2 separate regions of the Canis lupus genome follow, and region 2 is linked to region 1. Evidence: chromatin contacts called from public Hi-C data. All regions are on one chromosome and are shown on one strand. The core of a region is the stretch at or near the end of the contact, and the rest is flanking DNA. Distances in the headings are between cores, read along the strand shown. Region 1 holds the start of GNAS (GNAS complex locus). Region 2 holds the start of PRELID3B (PRELI domain containing protein 3B).

Region 1 (2,771 bases), core at 179-2,678:
GCTTCACTGGGCACTTAGCGTACTAACTCCATTTTTCTTTTTTTTTTTTAATTTTTTTTTTAATTTTTTTTCTTTTTTGGGGTCTTAATTTTATTGGATTCTCCTGGTCTTCCTTCCACGGCCCGACCCGGCCCGGGACACGTCTGCTCCGCGCACACGGCGTGTCCTGCCCGAAACGCACCGAGTCGCGCCCAGCGGCGGCCGCGCTCCCGCCCCCCGCCCCCCCGCTCCGGCGCCACGACTCGCCCGCGCCCCCTCCCCCCCACTGCACCACCTTTACCGCTGCGATCCCTTCCGAGGGGCTGATGTCACCCGCCCCCCCCCCCCGCTCCTCGGCCACTTCCCCCGCCGAAGCCTCCCCTTGGCGAGGTCCCCCCCGCCCCGCGTCACCCCCTCCTCTCCGGCCCCTTTCTTCTCCCTCTCCCAACAAATCACACATCCCACGGAGGCGGGTCCCCCTCCCCCTGCCCGCCACCCCATTTCCTGTCCCCGAAACCCTCTTTTTTCTTTTTTTTTTTTTGTCGCAGTCTCCCGAGCCCGGCGGGGCTCCCCCTCCCCCTCCCCAACATGCACCCAAACCCCTGGCGTCGTGTAGGCCTCGCGGAAAACAGAGAGAGGAAAAGAGAGCGAGGGGGAGGCGAGAGAGCGCGAGACGGACGGACGGACGGACAGAACGGGCGGGCCGGGGGGGGGGGGGCCGCGCCCGCGCCGCCGCGGCCCCCTGCCCCGTTTTGAGCCCCCGCCCGGCCGAATCCGCGCCCCGGGGTCCCCCTTCCGGCCTCGCCCCCCCGGGGACGGCCCGCGAGCGGGCGGCGGGCTCGGGAGCGCGCGCCCGGGGCGGGGGGCGGGCTCGGCGCGCGCGGCCTGCGGGGCGCCCCGAGGGGCCCCCGGGCCGGGCCGGGCCGGGGCCGGCGCCCCCCGCCCCGCCCTTACCCAGCAGCAGCAGGCGGTGCGTGGCCCGGTAGACCTGCTTGTCCTTCTGCAGCTGCTTCTCGATCTTTTTGTTGGCCTCGCGCTGCGCCTTCTCCTCGTTGCGCTGGTCCTCGGTCTTACTGTTTCCGAGGCAGCCCATGGCGGCGGCGGCGGGGCGCGGGGCGCGGCCGGGCTGCGGCGGCGGCGGCGGCGGGGCCGGGCGCGGGCGGCCTCACGCGGGCCGGGAGGGCCGGGAGGGCCGGGAGGGCCGGGGCAGCGCCGGGCGGGCGGGCCGGGCGCGGGCTCGGCTCCTCGGGGAGGAGCGCGCGGGGCGGACTGCGGGCCGCGGGGCGCGCGGGGAAGGGAGGTTGGCGGTCGGACCGAGGGGAGCGCGAAGCTCCCCGCCCCTCGAGCCGAGGCCGAGGGGGGCTGATGGCCGCCGCCGGGCCGAGGCGGACCAGAGCAGGAGCTGCGGGAGCTGCTGCCGCCGCTGCCGCCGCCGCCGCTCTTATTGCCTCGGCCCGGGCCCGTCGCCGCCCCGACCCAAAGCTTTGCAGCGGGCGGGGGGAGGCGGGGGGAGGAGGAGGAGGCGGCGGCGGCGAGGGGGGTGGAAGGAGGAGGAGGAGGAGGAGGAGGAGGGATGAGGAGCGGCGGCGGCGGCGGCGGCGGCCGCGGCGGCGGGGAGGGCGCGAGCTGGCGGAGGGAGGCGCCCCCCGGCTGCCCGGGAAGGGGGGTCCCTCCGCCCGCGCCCGCGCCCGGCCCGGGACGGCCCGGGGAGCCGCCCCCTCGCCCCCCGGGCTCGGGCCCCGCTCGGGCCGGGCCGCGGGGGGAGAGGGGGCGGCCCCGAGCCGGTGACGACCCCTCGCACGACGCCAACGCTCCACCCCCCGGGCCGCGTAGCCCTGCGGCCCCCGAGGCCGAGCGCCCCCACCCCCCCTCCCCGCCCCTCCCGCGGGCGCCGCCGAGGGGCCGGGGTGGGCGGAAGGGGAGGGAGCGCGAGCCCGAGCCCGGACTTCGGAAAATTTTCGAAAAGAGAGAGAGAGAGAGAGAGAGAGAGACACGGAGAGAGCCAGAGAGCAGGGAGAGTGTGGAAAAAGCGAGGCGAGCACGAACCAAAGGACAGAGCAACCGAAAAGGAAAATGTGTCCAAACACACACACAAATACTCAATAAAAATCCACACTACACAGCGATGGTGGTGTCTGGTGGCGGTGGCGGTGGCGGGGGGCGGGGGGCGGGGGGCGGACTAGATGAGCCGCTCGTCGCGCCCCCGGCGCCGGGCGCCGTGGCCCGAGCCGAAGGCGCCGCCGGCCCCCGAGCGCCCGCGGCCTCTGCGCCTGGCGCGGCCGCCCAAGTAGGAGAAGAAGGCGCAGCCCAGGAACACTCGGAAGCAGCAGGTCGCCCCGAACACGAAGCCGCAGCCGCGGCCCTGCTCCGTGCGCTTCTGCAGCAGGAAGTTGAGCACCCACGAGGGGCTGCGCACCGAGAAGACCAGGAAGACCACGAGCGGCAGGTGGGCGCTCAGCGCGCCGGCCTTCAGCGGCCCGGGCCGCCACACGACGCCCCCCACGCGCGGCGCCGAGTAGTAGGCGTCGTCCTCGTCGCCCGAGTCCGTGTCCCACGCGGCCCAGGCCCTACTCGCGCCCCCGCCGCCGGCGCCCTCGCCGCCCCCGCCGGCGCCCTCCGCGGCGCCCTCGTCGGCGGTGGCGGCGGCGGCGGCAGCGGCGGCGGCCTCCGGGCCTCGGGCCTCCTCCGGGGCTTCGGGCGCCGCCGCCTTCTTCTTCTTCTTCTTCTGCATCTTCTCCAACTTCTTCCTCTCCTTCTCCTTCTTCTTCTCCTCTCTCCTCCTCTGCTCCTGC
Region 2 (2,771 bases), core at 179-2,678, 140 kb before region 1:
GGGGCCCTCACAGTCCAGGTTGAGACAGGAGGTGGCTGGCTGGTTGGTTGGATGACTTTGGGGCCCTGACAATCTCAATAGAGAGAAGAGGTGGCTGGTTAGTTGGTTGGATGACTTCAGGGGCCCCCCAGTCCCAGTAGAGAGAAGAGGTGGCTGGTTGGGTGATTGGCTGACTCTGGGGCCTCACAGTCCAGGCCGAGACAGGAGGGGGCCGGCTGGTTGTCTGGCTGACTTTGGGGCCCCCACAGCCCCAACAGAGACAGGAGGTGGCTGGCTGGCTGGCTGGCTGGTTGGATGACTTTGAGGCCCCTACAGTCCAGGCTGAGACAGAAGGTGGCTGGCTGGCTGGTTGGTTGGGTGATTGCATGACTCTGGGGCCCTCACAGTCCAGGTTGAGACAGGAGGGGGCTGGCTGGTTGGTTGGTTGGTTGGTTGGTTGGTTGATTGGATGACTTTGAGGCCCCTACAGTCCAGGTTGAGACAGAAGGTGGCTGGCTGGTTGGTTGGTTGGTTGGTTGGTTGACTGGATGACTCTGGGGCCCCTATAGTCCAGGCTGAGACAGGAGGTGGCTGGGTGGTTTATTGGTTGGTTGATTGGATGACTCTGGGGACCTCACAGTCCAGGTTGAGACAGGAGGGGGCTGGCTGGTTGGTTGGATGACTTTGGGGCCCCGACCATCTCAATAGAGAGAAGAGGCGGCTGGTTAGTTGGTTGGATGACTTCAGGGGCCCCCCAGTCCCACCAGAGAGAAGAGGTGGCTGGTTGGGTGATTGGCTGACCCTGGGGCCTCACAGTCCAGGATGAGACAGGAGGGGGCTGGTTGGTTGGTTGGATGCCTCTGAGGGCCCTACAGTCCATGCTGAGATAGCAGGCGGCTGGTTGGTCGTCTGGATGACTTCAGGGCCCCCACAGCCCCAACAGAGGCAGGAGGGGGCCGGCTGGTGGTCCGGCCGACGTTGAGGCCCTACGGCCCAGGCCGAGAGGGAGGGGGCGGGCTGGCCGCCCGATTGCACTCTGGGGCCCGACAGTCCATGTTAAGACAAGCAGCCGCACGGCAGGGCCCGGGTGCAGGCGGGTCTGCTGCCGCCCTCGGCCGCCCGCGGGGCCTAGCAGGGCAGGAGCGCGCGAGCCGGCGGCTGGGCCCGGCCCAACTCTGCGCAGAGGTCAGCGCTCCCCGCGCTCCCCGCGCTCCCCGCGCCGCCCGCGAGGGGGCGGGCAGCCGGCCGCGTGCCGCGCCTGCGCAGCACAGCGCAGCGCCTACACCGGCGGCCCCGGGCGCTGCCCCCGAACTGCGCCGGCGCGTTGCGCCCGGCGCTAAGGGGCGGGGCCTCGTTGCGCCGCGCGCCGGGCTGGGGCGACACCCGGACGGGATAGGGCGTGAGGCCGCGCGTCGGGACGTCCCTGGCGTCGGGCCCCACGGCGCGTGCGCGGTGCGCGGTGCGCGGCCGGCGGGGCGGCTGCGGGGGCGGGGCGGGGGCAAGTGTGGCTTTTTTGCCTCATTGTCCCCTAGCGCCGCCCGGACGCCGCGCGGGCCGCCGGCACCATGAAGATCTGGACTTCAGAGCACGTCTTTGAGTAAGTTTGGGGCGGGGGGCGGGGCGGCGGGGCGCACGGGGCAGGCGCGGGGTGGGCGGGCCGTTTTGGCGAGGCCGGGGCGCCCCTCAGGAAGCTTCCAGGCGCCGGGCCTGGTGGGGGCGGGGCGGGCCCCGGAGCCCAGGTGGGGAGGGGGGACCCGGAGCCCAGGTGGGGGGACGGGGACCTGAAGTCCAAGTGGGGGAGGGGCGGGGGCCCGAGCCCAGGTGGGGAAGGGGGACCCGGAGCCCAGGTGGGGGAGGGGCGGGGACCGGAAGTCTAGGTGGGGGAGGGGCGGGGACCCGAAGTCTGCGGCCCAGGCTCCCCCCCGCCCCCCGAGAGGGCCTGGGACCTCCGCCCCGCCGCCCGGGCTGGGGGGGGGGGGTCGGCACGCGGTCGTCGGCCGTGCCCGGGGAGGGAGGCCCGTGCGTGTCACCTCCGGCCGCGCGGTCCCCGCCGAGCCACGGGCGGCGTCGCGTGCGGTGCCTGCGGGGTGAGCCGGGGTGCGGGTCCGGTTCCCCGAGCCCCGCGACCTTGGGCCTCCCCATGTTGCGGGGACGGGACCCCTCCTGCTGGCTCGGCGCTCCGCCCGCGGGGAACAGCCGTGCAGCCGCGCGGACCAGCAGCTGCGGCGTTTGGGGCGCTAAGAAGCGGTTAATCCGTTTAAGTTACTCCGGGGAAGCAGCCTCCACTTGAAAGCCGCCCTCGGCCTCCGCTCTGTTGCCCTTGACATTTGAGTCCGTTTTTGAGCCGTCTGCTCCGTCCCGCCCATCTCGCTGCTCTTGCCACACTGGTTTAGTTTTTATAGCTTTGCAGTATGTTTTAGTCTGGACCATTTGATTTAAAAAAAAAAAAAAGAAAACAAAACAAAACCATGTTTCCAAGGGCAGTTTCAAAAGAAGTTGGAAGCTTTTTCCGTATTCAGTGAATCAGGCCCCATCCAGGAGGGTCCTGGGAAGTATGATGTTAGCCTCGGGGAAGATTCCTTTTTTTCCCTAATGCTTTCACTAATGCTTACAGTCTTTGGGGGTAAAAAAAAAAAAAAAGACTCTAAATTTGCAATCTTTCTCTTTACCCGGTTGCAGTCTTTACTACTATGTTTCGGCCCTCGGGATCATGGATGGTGTCTTGCTGGCAGTCCTCTTGTGGATTTCGGTGCTTCAGAAGTTCTTTAAACTTGATTACCACCTCTTAGAAC

What was found. Hi-C and Micro-C count contacts between places; a contact is called where the count stands out from the background.
Region 2: a Hi-C map of blood shows a contact between it and region 1, with 5 times the contacts expected there. The contact joins the promoter of PRELID3B here to the promoter of GNAS in region 1. A contact is called at or near these places in 2 of 9 Hi-C or Micro-C datasets (amygdala and blood).

The regions. Positions count from the first base shown.
Region 1 is chr24:44,386,326-44,389,096 of UU_Cfam_GSD_1.0, reverse strand. GNAS (GNAS complex locus) reads right to left here and starts at 1,428. Exons shown (of 13, transcript NM_001003263.1): 1 at 934-1,428. The coding sequence starts at 1,072. All of the region lies in intron 1 of LOC119865708 (a long non-coding RNA gene), which reads left to right.
Region 2 is chr24:44,531,163-44,533,933 of UU_Cfam_GSD_1.0, reverse strand. It overlaps PRELID3B (PRELI domain containing protein 3B), which reads left to right and starts at 1,428. Exons shown (of 6, transcript XM_038572740.1): 1 at 1,428-1,576. The coding sequence starts at 1,545.